Linked DNA regions of Mus musculus: all the other regions are linked to region 1. A link is a contact called in public HiChIP or PLAC-seq and promoter capture Hi-C data. All regions are on one chromosome and are shown on one strand. The core of a region is the stretch at or near the end of the contact, and the rest is flanking DNA. Distances in the headings are between cores, read along the strand shown. Region 1 holds the start of Col3a1 (collagen, type III, alpha 1). Region 2 overlaps Gulp1 (GULP, engulfment adaptor PTB domain containing 1). Region 3 overlaps Gulp1 (GULP, engulfment adaptor PTB domain containing 1).

Evidence for each region. Promoter capture Hi-C pulls out the DNA fragments that hold promoters and counts their contacts. HiChIP or PLAC-seq counts read pairs in DNA pulled down with a chosen protein or histone mark.
Region 2: an H3K4me3 HiChIP or PLAC-seq map of embryonic limb bud shows a contact between it and region 1, with 5 times the contacts expected there. The contact joins the enhancer-like site here to the promoter of Col3a1 in region 1. A contact is called at or near these places in 11 of 39 promoter capture datasets (the 3T3-L1 cell line, the C10 cell line, cranial neural crest and 6 more), 1 of 484 Hi-C or Micro-C datasets (uterus), 2 of 115 datasets of contacts at active chromatin or transcription factors (cardiomyocytes and embryonic limb bud) and 1 of 9 other capture datasets (embryonic stem cells).
Region 3: a promoter capture Hi-C map of the 3T3-L1 cell line shows a contact between it and region 1, with 15 times the contacts expected there. The contact joins the enhancer-like site here to the promoter of Col3a1 in region 1. A contact is called at or near these places in 17 of 39 promoter capture datasets (the 3T3-L1 cell line, 3T3-L1-derived adipocytes, the C10 cell line and 12 more), 1 of 484 Hi-C or Micro-C datasets (embryonic fibroblasts), 5 of 115 datasets of contacts at active chromatin or transcription factors (the NIH/3T3 cell line, craniofacial prominence, embryonic limb bud and 2 more) and 2 of 9 other capture datasets (adipose tissue and embryonic stem cells).

The regions. Positions count from the first base shown.
Region 1 is chr1:45,309,671-45,314,624 of GRCm38.p6, forward strand. Col3a1 (collagen, type III, alpha 1) reads left to right here and starts at 1,868. Exons shown (of 51, transcript NM_009930.2): 1 at 1,868-2,162. The coding sequence starts at 2,078.
Region 2 is chr1:44,677,267-44,682,220 of GRCm38.p6, forward strand. All of the region lies in intron 1 of Gulp1 (GULP, engulfment adaptor PTB domain containing 1), which reads left to right. Among named protein-coding and RNA genes, the nearest start is that of 4930521E06Rik, 65 kb to the right of the region's middle. Within about 2 kb of position 1,870, at least 41 of the 459 cell types and tissues checked have an H3K27ac peak or open chromatin away from gene starts, as enhancers often do. A contact at or near this core is called in embryonic limb bud, second pharyngeal arch cranial neural crest and uterus, where this site is marked.
Region 3 is chr1:44,783,405-44,788,358 of GRCm38.p6, forward strand. All of the region lies in intron 9 of Gulp1 (GULP, engulfment adaptor PTB domain containing 1), which reads left to right. Among named protein-coding and RNA genes, the nearest start is that of 4930521E06Rik, 41 kb to the left of the region's middle. Within about 2 kb of position 2,372, at least 5 of the 459 cell types and tissues checked have an H3K27ac peak or open chromatin away from gene starts, as enhancers often do.

The DNA of each region.
Region 1 (4,954 bases), core at 618-3,117:
CCAGGTCTCCCCCAAAGCCTTAAAATGGAACAATGCCTAGATCTGCAAAAACATCAGCCATATGTCTGTAGTGAGTATATCAATCAGGAATCTTTTTCTTATGCAAAAATGCTACTTTAAGAAGTTTTATAAACTTAAAGAATGTGACAGGAATTATGCATAGCGTTGATGAAATAGTGCATACAAAATTTTTAATTAGTACAAAGTAGCATTACGTTTTTTCACTCAGAAAAATAATTCTACTGACAATTTTCAATAAATCTCAATGTTTGCATTTTCCATTTAGAGTAAAGAGAGATGTACTTATATGTATTAGCACTGGTTTTTGTATACTGCAAATATATGAAAAACTTATGTTTCTAACATGGTTTGAACAGACAAAAACTTTGAGGTAAAGGATGAAGACTATTAATAGAAAGACACATACATGTCGGTCCTCAATTTCTTCACTTTAACCCGAGCCCAGCCAATCTCAGAAGTTCTATTCCCTGCCTCTTCTGGCAGCTCTTCTCCAATCTGAAATCAGAAGATGCACAGGGGGTGGATTTTTGTCCTATTTTATTGCTTCTTGTCGCCAAAAGACATCACTTTTCTTCCTTGAACATCTCAGTGTGGGCTCTCTGTGAGCAGGGACACATGGAGGAAGACATAGCATTATCCATGCTTATAGCATTGATGTCTATAAAAACAGATTTTTAAAAATAGTATTATATATTAGGAAAGAGAAAATTATATATAAAAAATAATTCTAAATGAGATGGTTTTCCTAAAGAGGGAAGTTTTGAGCTGGATCATTAAGAAATAACATGAATTGATATAATGGGGTAAATTTTTAAGTGTGCATGCACAAAAAGGGAATATTTCTATGAGGTTAAGACTAAAGAAATAAATGCACATGGCCATGATTAGGATCAAAATGCCCACGATTGATTTTTAAAGATAAATGAAGGAATAAGGAAGTGAAGGATAGGGTATCAAGATATAAGTTGGTCATCATAATAAGGGTAACAAGTACATTTTTTCTACAGAGATTTAATCAGAGATATAGTGGTATTTATTCCTCAACTAGATCTAGAAATACATAGAAAACTCTTCAGATGAGGTCTTGGAACAGAAACATAGAAAATACTGATGTAGACATATTTGTAGTAATTATTACATTAGAAATTAGAAATTCTATTCCACACTTTGAACTTTCTCTTTTGTAGTTTCTTACAAGGACAAGACTTGAAAAGTTTGATTGCTTTTTTTTCTCTTTAGTAATGCCTGTTCTGATTTCTTTAGTAACACATAAACTGGAAATTTTACAAGGAAGCAGTCAGGGTTGCTAAAGAAATTCGTGAGAAATAGAGCAAGGGGAACAGTAACAGATAAGAGTCTCAATATCTCTTCAAACATAGCTCAAAGACAGTTTTGTGACAATTGCCTCCAGTCTAACATTTGGAATGCAGAGTGGGTGGTGAGTTCAGGGCCTTCAGAGGATTTTCCTTTATAGTCTCTTACAGTTTCCTGTTAAAATTGAGTCAGGATGGACTCTGGCAAAACTCAAAGTATCAGAGTCTTCTAGAAAGATAAAATTTACAAAATGACCATGCCGGAGAATGGGAGTCAAAACACTTTTTCAAATTCAGACAGTTTTTACTGTTTCAGAGGGAAATTTAAAAACACACAAACAATTGTTGTAGGCTATCACAAAGCACATTCCTATGTGTTTCTGTCATGCAAATATGTATTTAAGACTAATGCATGTTATAAACATATGCATAGGCTGATGTACACATGCTCCAGATGTGCTGTTTCTGTGTCTGTGGGTTGTGTCCTCTACACACAGGGAAAAATATATTAATCATTGCTTTTACTGCTGAGGGGATGGGTTCTGCTCTCATATTTCAGAAAGGGGCTGGAAAGTGAGGGAAGCCAAACTTTTTCCTATTTAAGGCCAGAGCAGAGGGAAGCGAGCGGCTGAGTTTTATGACGGGCCCGGTGCTGAAGGGCAGGGACAACTGATGGTGCTACTCTGAGCTGCTTCTTCCTCTCTCCTCTTTTGCACAAAGAGTCTCATGTCTGATATTTAGACATGATGAGCTTTGTGCAAAGTGGAACCTGGTTTCTTCTCACCCTTCTTCATCCCACTCTTATTTTGGCACAGCAGTCCAACGTAGGTAAGTAGGTACCGATTTGAACAGGCTTTCTGGGTTAATTTTGCCTTAACTTCTTACAAAGGGTAAGATAGTGGGAAAATCAGCCTCCTAAGAATTTCCTGTCTAGCCTCTGACTGTGGAATGTTTTGTTAACCTTAATTTTGTTTTCTATATTTGATTTTTTTAAAAGTTAATGTACATGTATAATATTCTCTAGTTGTTTAAGGTAAAAACTGTTCTTAAATTAACTTGATTTCATGTTCACCTTTTAAAAAATGTTTTAAAGTACTCCCCTCCTGCATTGTGAACATCTTGGCATGCTCCCAGGCCATCTGGAATTTATTGGTCTCTTGTAATAATTTCATGTTCTCCTTTGTACACTGCTCTCTTTACAAAGATAGGATATTTAGCCATGTTTTTCAAAAGAATGCACTAGAAATGTCTCTGAAATGAATAACCCTTAAGAAGATACTAGAAAATAAATAGAATCCCTTATGTATTTCTGTAAAACTATAAATGTGGACTATCTATGGACCTTCCAGAAATGAGCCCAGGCTGCAAAAACGTGTCATTGTTTCTGTTTTTATTGCATTCCATGATTGCACACATTCAATGTGCTCAGAGTTTGCCAAAAGTTGTTTTATGTTCTGTTTAGCTGGATTTCCATTACTGAAGATAACATAATTTAACAGGAATATTTTTGCTTTCCTCCAAACAAGGTAAAGATACAAGTTTTGCTCAAAAAGGCAGACTTGAAATAGTTTTGGTAGCCAAATGTAATGATCTTTATTTTCTTGTGCCCCAAATTAAAAGCAACTGTCTCATTATTTACTTAAATACTTTTAAAAATGCATATGTTCCTTGTCATCATGAAAATTTGGGGTGCACACTTTTTTCAAAATAATTGTGTTGATGTAAATCTTATCTGTGGCTAAAAGAAGTTGCTAGCAGTTCTTTTCATACATAATCAAACACGTTGGTATTTAAACCTTTAGTTTTAGCAAATGCTTCATGAGCATTCGTTTTTCCACTGTGTGCAGTGTCTTCACTAGTTTCAGAAGTTATCTATGCAAGAGTAAGGGAAGGAGACACTTTATATTTCTGTATGTTCAGTCCACAGATACACAGAGAAGGAGCTCCCAGATTGCTTGTTTCTTAATTCTGTTCCCCTTAACCCACCCTTCCATCCCCCTCCATCTTTCCCCCCTCCTTATCTCTCCACCCCTTTTGGCTCCTTAGGAACTCCCCTCCCAATTTTCCTTCCTCACTCATCACCCCTCCCCCATCCTAGGCTTATCCACCTCCCTCCCCCCACCCCAGTCCTCACCCCTCCCTGTTCTCAGTGACTCACTCTCTGCTTCCCATCTTTATTTTCATCCTCTCTCCTCCCCAGCTCATCTTACATTTTCTTTTCTTTGGATAGTCAATTCCTTTTTAGCTTTCTTTTTTCACTTTCTCTTCACATCCTGCCCTCCTGGAAGATGAAACAACCCCAAGCCTTCCCTATTAATAGGAGACATGATCCAAAGAAATGTTAATTCCTTAGCAGCCCAAACTTTTATTCTGAAATCTAGATGAAGAATCATAGAATCTTAATTTTTTTTAAAGAAAGAAAGACAGACAGAAAGAAAGACAGACAGACAGACAGAAAGGAAGGAAGGAAGGAAGGAAGGAAGGAAGGAAGGAAGGAAGAAAGAAAGGAAGGAAGGAAGGAAGAAAGGAAGGAAGGAAGAAACCTATGTCTTTGGGACATTAATTAAAATATCAACATAGTATCTATAGTTTCTTAACAGTTAAAGTAATATGAGAAATACTATAGGAACAGTGGGTGTGTTTCTTCCCAATCTAACTCCAGTAAGAAGAGAAACATGTTTGGTTCTCACCATCTTAACATCATCCTAAGCTCATTTGCTTCCACCTTTGGGCTATGGTCTTTAAAACTCCAAGAAGGATAAAAAGGATTTAAGATCATATATTTCACATTCCTTGCAGGTTTTTAGTGAAAATCCTACTGAATGATTAACTTTGAGGAGATTTCAGTAAGTAGCAGACATTCAGCACACTGGGAACACTCAGAGAACTCTAAAGGGGTTATCTCCTATGTTCTCCAGAAATCCTAGAAGTCGTACAGAATTGCTAGACACTAACTTCTGGGAGTTTTCTGGAATATGAAACATGTCTCCACAAAGAATTCTTGTCTCTTTACAAATCTGTGCAAGTCTTACTTTATTCATGCCTTTTATTTCAGCTACGGAAAAAACGTGGTCTGTTTTATATTTCCTGTGGTTTTTAAGCATGCTGGATTTTTAAGTGCTAAACCATGCCACCTAGTGGCTAACAAAGACACCATTTCCATAACCATCGCCAACATGACTCTTGCACCACAGGATCCTCATATGTGTGTGTGTGTGTGTGTGTGTGTGTGTGTGTGTGTGTGTGTGTGTGTGTGTGTGTGTGCGTGCGTGCGCGCACGCGTGTCCGTGGGGGGGGGGGAGACAGAGAGAGAGAGAGAGAGAGTTTTAAAAACTAAACATTCCTTTTATAAGTAAAATAATTAGATAATGAAATGTTACCAGACATAAGAATACACAAACAAACTGGTAATATATTGTGAGACTTTTGGAAATGAATGTCAAAATAATAGACAGTTTCCAGCCAGGCATGGTGACACAGACCTTCATTCCCAGCTACTTGGGAGGCTGAGTGTAGATGAATACAAGTCCAAAGTCTTCCTGAGTTCAATGTGAGTGTCTGAATGAGAGTGAGACTCTTGTCTCAAAATGAAAAGTTTATAGAAGTCTGGAGATGCAGGT
Region 2 (4,954 bases), core at 620-3,119, 630 kb before region 1:
TTATTGCTACATTATTAGAAAATTCAGTGAAATTTTAATTTTCTTGAATTTTAAAAGAGGCAGTTTTTAGTAGTAGCTCAAGTGGCAATTATAGACTTTATCCATTTTTACATTCATTCAAATATTTAAAAAAATGTTTGTTGCCTTTCCCTTTATCAGTTTCCATGTGTTTTTCTGATGCTCCACATTTATCTTTTAGCCAGTTCTAATAAGTCTTCCCAATGATCCGTACCTGTGGATTGCTTATTAATGTGTATGAGGTGATGGCTATACACACTAATAATGTACAAGATATGACGGTGCAGTATAACACACATCTTTTCCTGTTACCATGAACAATACTAAGAAAGGTATTTTGTAAACATGTTACATTCCTCTACGATAGCAGGTGTTTTAGCATTAGCAACTCATGCTGCCTTCTAAAGTGAATCTAGGAGCGTTCTATCAGACTTAATTTGTTTGTCTAATTATAATGTGTTGATGTTAATATGCAAGTTTAGAGCAGAAGATGGTATGGGGGCACAGCTATATGCTGTCCTCCACCCTGACCTGAGAATTTTCCTTAAGTTTTTAGGGACCTCAGCTTGAGTAAAGCCTGATTCTTGATCACACTAGAAAAAAGAATTTCAGACCAAACTAATGAGAAGTAGAATTAGAACTTAGTTAAGCTAAAGTAGAAGATGTTCAATAGAGCATGGATGTGGATTTCTCAAAGGAGATTCTGGTCTCATTGTCAAAATAATGTGTGTGTGTAGACCTTTATGGATCTTTTAGAATGTCATTGTTCTTTAAAATCTTAAGGAACCATTTTCTCTTTTATTTCTCTTTCCTGTGTGATGATTAAATTATAGGGTAGTTATGGAGGTATCTTGGATCTGATTTCAATTTGATGAAACCAGGTCCAAGTAGGTTCAGCAAGGCTTAAGGGTACATCATTGATGTTTCTGGCAAGATTCCTAGGAAAGGAAGGTTTGTAGCTGGAAAAGGAGGAAGGTGTTGAACAAGTGTTAATTGTTTCCGTTCCTGATTCCTAGCTGGTGAGAGTCTTCAGCCACACCTTAGGAATAGAGTTCTTCTTTCACTTCTGGTTCATGTGTCTTTATAATCCCCCTGCTTACATAATTTGACCTGCATGATTTATACCCTTCCTCCAATTGCTTGTTTGTGGTGAATAACATTTGAGCATCACATGTATAGCATAGCTAAATTGATAGAATACTTAATTTTTGTTGTTGTTGCTGCTGGTTTTGATACAAGTTCAATATATGCTAGTATGGCCTGCAAACCTACTGTGTAGCCAAAGACACTCTTGAACTTCTGGGCTTCTCACCTCCATCTCCAGAGTGCTAGGATTTACAGATGTGTACCACCAAAATTGAAAAGAGGACTTCACAGGCAGTAAACATGAACCTGAACTACTAAGTTTCATCCTCAGCTTAACCCTTCCTATTGAGATTTTTTCTAGCTGAAAATTGAACTAAGGAACCATTAGTGACCTTTACTAAGAAGGTAGTATAGTGTCAGATGATGAACTAATTCTTCCTACCTAAACTACTGTTTTTAACTCACATGAACATATATTATCTATGCATATTTATGCTCACTTCTATATTTTTCTGCAGCATTGAAACATTGCACCCAGTAAGTCAAGATGAGTCATTATTGCTTTCTTCAAGTTTCATTTATTTAGAATGTTTTCTGTAATGTAAAAGAAAAAGAGGACATTGGAGCAGACAGCTCCTGCTTTCTGTTAGTAACTGCTCTTAGACAATAAAGTACAGAAAGTTTTTGATAGGCCACAGCAAGGGGTGCCACAGAGACCAAGGTTTGTGCTTCAGGAGCCTAGTCATTGCCACTCAGTACAGCTCTCTGAGCTGGCACCATCTGCCTCACAGCTGAAAATAATTAAATGTCACAAATAACAGGCCTCCCCACTTTCTGGCTTTCGCTAAGCAAGTCTAAAGTTTACTGGCACCGTTGGGCAGATTCCTCAGTTAGTAATGTAGAACAAGCTGCCAGTTAACCTGCAAAGCCGAGTGATTCCTTAGGTTAGAACACAGGCCCATGGATATTTAAATTATTAATAATATATTTCAACTGGGGATTTCTTAATTTTTTCTAAAGAGCTAGTTTTCTACTGAATTTTATTAGCAATTACCACCGAACACCAACTTGACATATACCAGAGAAAGACACACTGTTGCTTTGTTTTACCTGGCCTGTGTTGGCAAAAAAAAAAAAAAAAAATGATCAAAGCCGTGCTTAAGAACTCAGTCACTATGTTAGTCTGCTGAGTGAGCACATTTGTGCAGTGTTAAAGGAATGAGCTCTGGCTGGGTATTGCAGCATATGGTTTGCATTATGAGAGCAGGATCATAAAATAAAATGAAAGGACAAGCATAACATTGGAAACGTAAAAGAACACAGTATTTGTTTTTCTTTAAAAGAAGAGTTGTGCTTTTTTCCTTCTATCAAAACAGGATTTCTTTGAGATGGTGCCTGTACTGTGTTTCAGTATCCTGATGGCTTAAGAATTTAATACATATTTTCCAGCTCATAAAATGTATTTGGACCAATCTTTAGATAATTGAAAAATGCTAATTTTACTCATGTCCAAGTAGATCAAGGAACTCCACCTAAAACTAGGCACACTGAATCTAATAGAAGAGAAAATGGGGAAGAGCCTCGAACACATAGGTATAGGGGAAAATTTCCTGAACAGAATACAAAGCTTCTGTAAGGCGAAGGACACTGTCAATAGGACAAAATGGCAACCAACAGATTGGGAAAAGGTCTCTACCAATCCTATATCTGATAGAGGGCTAATATCCAATATATACAAAGCACTCAAGAAGTTAGACTCCAGAGAACCAAATAATCCTATTTAAAATCCTAAACAAAGAATTCTCAACTGAGGACACTCAAATGACTGAGAAGCACCTAAAGAAACATTCAATGTCCTTAGTCATGAGGGAAACGCAAATCAAAATGACCCTGAGATTTCCACTTCACACCAGTCAGAATGGCTAAGAACAAAACTCGGGTGTCAGCAGATGCTGGCGAGGATTTGGAGAAGAGGAACACTCCTCCATTGCTGGTGGGATTGCAAGCTCTACAACCACTCTGAAATCAGTGTGGCAGTTCCTCAGAAAATTGGACAGTACTACCTGAGGACCCAGCAATACCACTCCTGGGCATATACCCAAAAGATGCTCCAACATGTAATAAGGACACATGCTACACTCTGTTCATAGCAGTCATATTGATGGTATCCAGAAAATAGAAACAACCCAGATGTCCCTCAACAGAGGAATGGATACAGAAAATGTGGTGCATTTATACAACGGAATACTACTCACCTGCTAAAAACAATGACTTCATGAAATTCTCAGGAAAATAGATGGATGTAGAAAATATCATCCTGAGTAAGGTAACTCAGTCACAAAAGAACACACATGATATGTACTCACTGGTAAGTGGTTATTAGGCAAAGAGCATGGAATACCCATGATACAAGTCACAGACCACATGAAGCTCAAGAGGAAAGAAGACCAAAGAGAAGTGGATGCTTCTGTCCTTCTTACAAGGGAGAACAAAATAATCTTGGGAAGTAGAGGGTGGGAGGGCCTTGTGAGGAAGAGAAGGGGGGGGGAGAGAAAGAGAGGCAGAATTAGGTATGGGAGGAGATGGAGGAGATGTACAGAGGGTCACGAAATGAAACAGAGGTGTGTAGCAATAGAGGATGGGGAACTTGGGGTAACAACCAGAATGTCCCAGATTCCAGGAAAGCAAGAACATTCCAGAACCCATCGGGGCTGACATTAGCTGAAAATACCCCACAAAGGGGAGGGGGAACTTGTCCAGACCATATCCAGAGGTTAGGCATGTCCCCTGGTAGAGGAATGTGGTCACCCACCCTTCTCCAAAATTTCAACGCAGAATTTCTCCTGTTCAATGGAAATACAGTGACAAAGAGTGGAACAGAGACTGGAGGAAAGGGCATCCAGAGCCTGGCCTACCTGGGAATCCATTCCATAAGCAGACACCAAACCCAGACATTATTGCTGCCAAGAAATTCTTGCTAACAGAAGCCTGATACAGCTGTCTTCTGAGAGGCTCTGCCAGATCCTGACCAATACAGATGCAGATGCTCATAGCCAACCATTAGACTGAGCACAGAGACCCCAATGGAGGAGTTAGGGGAGAGACTGAAGGAGCTGAAGGGGCCTTACCTGGCATCAGTGGGAGGGGAGGTCCTTGGTCCTGTGAAGGTTTGATACCCCAGTGTAGAGAAATGCGAGTGAGGTGTGGCAGGAGTGGGTGGGTGGGTGGTGGGGAGCACCCTCATAGAAGCTGAGAAAGTGGGGAAGTGATAGGGAGTTTGCAGAGCAGAACCAGGAAAGGGGATAACATTTGAAATGTAAATAAGTAAAATATCTAATTAAAAGTGCTTATTTTAATTTGAACCCTTTATATAGTTATCATTCTCTTTATTACTATTATAATTACAAATACATTGCTTTAAGGTGTATTTGCTTCTCCTTTCTAAACAAATTCATTGGGAATTTATATCTTAAGCCATCTTCACAGTTTACTCTTACCCGAGTGCTGTGCTGGAGTAAACTATGAGAAAATAGAACATATTTTCAGTTGTATCGATGCAATTTGTATATAACTTGTTTAGTTTTCATGTATTAGGAGAATGCGTCTGTGATATTCATACAGTAAATTAATGTTCTAGTTTAAAAGCTAGCATTGGGTTAGGCAGATAGCTCAGTGAGTAAAGTCCTTGCTGTACAATCATGAGAACGCAAGTTTAAATCTTCAGGGCTCACTTAAAGTTCGGTGTGCATGCATGCTTTGTTAATCCTCGTATAGCCATGTGAGCCAAAGTCAAAAGAATGTCTGAATCCCAGCCCAGAAACCTTCATGTATACAACATACGTACATGTAT
Region 3 (4,954 bases), core at 1,122-3,621, 530 kb before region 1:
GGAGCTAAAGGGATCTGCAACCCTATAGGTGGATCAACATTATGAACTAACCAGTACCCCGGAGCTCTTGACTCTAGCTGCATATGTATCAAAAGATGGCCTAGTCGGCCATCACTGGAAAGAGAGGCCCATTGGACACGCAAACTTTATATGCCCCAGAACAGGGGAACGCCAGGGCCAAAAAGGGGAAGTGGGCGGGTAGGGGAGTGGGGGTGGGTGGGTATGGGGGACTTTTGGTATAGCATTGGAAATGTAAAGGAGCTAAATACCTAATAAAAAATAATAATTTAATGAAAAAAAAAAAAAGAATGCACCCAGAAAAAAAAAAAAAAACCCACAGGCAGCAGATATACCATACAAGAAGATAGTTCAACATTATTGGCTGGGTACATGAGAAAAATGCTCAAGAGCAGTATTACTTAGATAAATATGTATCAATGCCAAATGAGATTTTACCTCACATGAATGACAATTTTATATGTATACATATATATATATATATATATGATACAATTACACACACACACACACACACACACACACACACACACACACACACACACACACATATATAAAACACACGACTACTAGCCCAGGGAGGCATGACCCAATGGTACTCCCACCCTTGATCACTAATTGAGAAAATGCCTTACAGCTGGATCTCATGAAGGCATTTCCTGAAGGGAGGCTCCTTTCAGATATTAGAGAAGGGATCCTTGTACATATTACAAAGACTAGGAAGACAAACCAATACAGATTTAAAAAAAACAATAGAGATTTTTCAAAAAGCTAAAAGCTAAAACAAAGTACTACCATGCAATCCAACTATTGTAATACCTGCTGTGTGTCTAAAGGAGGTGATACCAGCCTGTATCCAAACATAAGGCTTAATTATCAATAAGTAGAAGGAAACAAAGTTCTTTTGTTTGTTTTGTTGCTTGGTTGCTTGGTTTTGTTGTTATTGTTGTTTTGTTTGTTTGTTTGTTGTGTTTTTTGTTTTTGTTTTTTCGCTCTTTCAATGTTTCTGTCCCCTGTTCTGCAATGTTCCCTGAGCCTTGGGAGTGAAAGTAAGAGTGTCTCTCATAGGTGTATCCACTGGGACTGGACTCCAAAATTCTATGGTCTGAGTGGTTTTCTGTTGTAAAGAAAAGTTTTGAAACCTAACAAACTACTCTGCTGATGAAGTCTTGGCTATTGTAGGAAAATCTACAATTATTAAATTTCAAAACCAGAATAAACCCTAACAGCAATCTATAAGCACTTGTTCTTATACCCACAGATAAGGCTATCCTTCATCAGCAGAGTAGGATAAGTAGAAGGAAACAAAGTTCTTTCAACTCCCTAACTTTTCTCAACTTCATGGCCTCCTCCTCCTATTCATATAATTCGTCCAGCCAAATTTGTGTTGCTCTGAGAAGTGTGGGTCCATTCATAGAAGATACGCCCTATAAAAAAACTGGCTCTTACATACCTAGAAGTCAACATATATAAATAATTCCTCAACTAGAAGTCAGAAGCTCTTGACGACCTTTCTTCTCCATGCTGAAATGTTAACTTGCTTGATGTTGAGCAGAACATCCCAGCCAATGGGAGTTTATGAGTACAGTGATTCCATCCTATCTGCATGACACTGCTTTGTCCCACTCCTTCCTAATCTATGGACAGTCTTTCTATCTCCTCTTCCAAAATTCTTCCGAACTTTAAGGGATGAATCATTTAGATACCTCATTTGTGGATGAGTACTTCAACAATGTTTCTTCTCTACACTTTGATCAGTTGTGAGATTTTGCATCACCATATATTGTACAAAGAAGCTTCTTTATGAAGTATGAAAGTTACACTAATCTACAGGCATAGAAATCTGAATTTAGAAGGCAGTTTAGTGTTTGGTCATTTTGGTAGAATAATAGTAGTTTCAATTTGGGGCGTGTGATCTCTTCAATCATGGGTTCTTAGTTGGATTAATAGAACCAGATATGTTTTTCTTTCTCCTATGGACCAGTCCTTAAATTCAATCTAAAAGCAGTTAGTTACCATCATAACAATTATTGCACTATTGAATTCATGACTATATCTTACCACATCAATCATTATCACAGTTCAGAGAATTCACAACGGGATAAGACTGTTAATAATGTTTTTTTTTTCTTAGTAGCCAAGTCTAAATAGCCATGGAAGTATGAAAGCTAGCCAGCTTGACTAAAGCTTCCTTGTCAGTGCCAACTTGATTTCTCCATGTCATGTGATCCAAGTGTGTAATTTCTTCAGCAATAGCATCTTTATATAAAGGTCTGATTATCAAACAAGAACTTTAGTGTTGTGGTTTAAATAGGAATGGTCCACATAGACTGCTGTCTGAATGCTTGGCCCATAGGGAATAGCACTATTAGGAGATAAGGCCTTGTTGAAGTAGGTATAGCATTGTTTAGGAGTGTGTCACTATGGAGGCAGACTTTGAATCTATGCCCAGTGTGGCACATAGTCACTTCCTACTGCCTGGAGATCAAGATGTAAAACTTTGAGCTACCTTTCCAAGACCATGTCAACCTGCATATCTTCTATGACAATAATGACCAAACCTTTCAGCTGTAAGCCAACCCCAATTAAATGTTTTCCTTTGTAGGAGTTGCCACATTCATGGTGGTTTTTTTTTTCCACAAAAATAAAACTATAACCAAGACAGATGTTGGTAGCAGGGACTGAGGTACTTCTGTGATAGGCATGACTATGCTTTTGTTTGGAAGCATGTGGAGATTGGAATTTTTTATTAGAAAAACAGTTGTATGCTTTAAATAGGTCTTAATGGGCTTTCCTAATAGAAACATGGAAGACAGTAGTGCTGAGTTGATTTGTGGGTGGCGGGATCAAGAGGCTTCAGAAAAGCACTGTGTTAATATGAAGTCTAGTGACTATTCCTGTAATATTTTGGTGAAGAATGTGGCTGCTTTTTGGCCTTGTCTGAAAACTTTATCTCAGGCTAAATTGAAAAGTTCTGAATTAGTTGTGTTGCAGAAAATTTTCAGAACATCTTAGTACTGTTTCTGTCATGTGGTTACTACTGTTCACTCTTATGAAGCTCTAATGAGAAGGAGAAAGCTGCTTAAAGAGAAATAAAAAAATGCATAGTTCAAGAAGAAAAGGGGCATCATGAATTGGAATGGATCTAAATCCTGTGTTCAAGGAGATAAATCAAGGAGATTGAAGAAAAGCCTCATGCTAAGTGCAATAAAAGGAGTGGTGAACTCAGGGCAAGACCACACTCAGCTAAGCTTTCAACATGTCAGAAGAAATGAAAGAAACTCTTAGAGTCATGTGTGGTGGTGCACATACCTCTAATGCAACCATTGCAGAGACAAAGGCAGGCAAAGAGCTGAGTTCAAGGCCAGTGTAGCCTATAGAGCAAGTTCTCAGGCAACCAAGCTTAGGAAATAAAGGAATCCATCACACACACACACACACACACACACACACACACACACACACACACACACACACAGAGAGAGAGAGAGAGAGAGAGAGAGAGAGAGAGAGAGAACTGGTGAAGATATCATTGAATATGGGGCTATGTTCCGGCCCCAGCCAGCAACAGAACTTGGCAGATTTGGCCACATGGTTTTGTCTTTAGAGTCAAGGATAGAAGAAAGAAGTTTTGGATTCTCCCTCCATGGCTAAGGAAAGCTGTTGAGAGCAGGCATGTGTTAGGGTGTTCCTTCATGGAGACCTAGAGAAGCCATTGCATGGGTCTGTGCCAATATATTCTGAAAAGTATGTGATCTGGGATCTGCTTTTTTATTTTATCTTATAGGAGAGAATAGTTAAGAGATTGCATGAGTCTCAGAAGAGACTTTGAACTTTTAAACAGGGTTGATATTGAAAGAAACTATAGGGACTTTTGAAATTGGACTGAATAAAATTCTGCATTATGCTGTACCTACAAGTTTTTTTGGGGGGGGGGCAAGGAGTAGAATATGGTGGTTTAGCCCCACTGAATCATTGGCCTACAGGGAATGACACTATTAAGGGGTAAGGCCTTGTTGGAGAAAATGTGTCACTGTTGGGCAGACTTTGAGGTTTCCTATGCTCAACCTATGTCGATTGTGGCACATAGTCACTTTCTACTGGCTACAGATCAAGATGTAGCCCTCTCAACTACTTCTCCAGCACCATGTCTGCTTGCATACCACCATGTGTCACGCCATGATGATAATAAACTAAACCTCTGAAGTGTAAACCTACCCTAACTAATTTTTTTTTCATAAGAGTTGCCATGCTTGTGGTGTTTCTTCACAAAAATAAGACCCTTAGTTTATAGTGGCATTTCTTCCTTTTGGGAGGTGGTAACTACTGGACTTCTCAGGTAGATATTGCTCAGTTGATATTGGGTTCTATATTTGTCAATCTGTGGTGCCTGGAAGGAACCTTATCCTCTTGTGTTGCATAACTGCAATTAAACTCATTTATATAAACACAGAAATACACACATGAAGCTTATAAAACAATAGGGCTCAACATGACTTTTTAATGCACCATTACGTTTAGTTATGCTTCCTCCAACCCTCCCTCTTCTCTGTCCTCCTCTCCCACTCCTCTTTCTCGCTAAACTTCCTTCTGCATTTTCTCTTTCATATCACCTATGTTCACCACTACTCCCTTCCCTTAAGACCTTTCTTCACTTTCCTCACCAGTAATCCATTTTTAGTTTCCTAGTTGTTCCAGATACTCCAAGTTAAACATACAAATACAAATATTTGTCATCAACATTCACAGGTGAATAAGAATATATAACACTTGTTTATGACAATACTGTCCCTAAATGTGACTGAATCCATCTTGCCAGAGAATTTTTATATCACAAAATAAGTTTTTCCTTACTTGTCTCAAGAATAAGCAGCAGAAAATGTATGTATCTGTAGCTCATTTGATTTTGTGAATACTTATATTAATATAATAATTA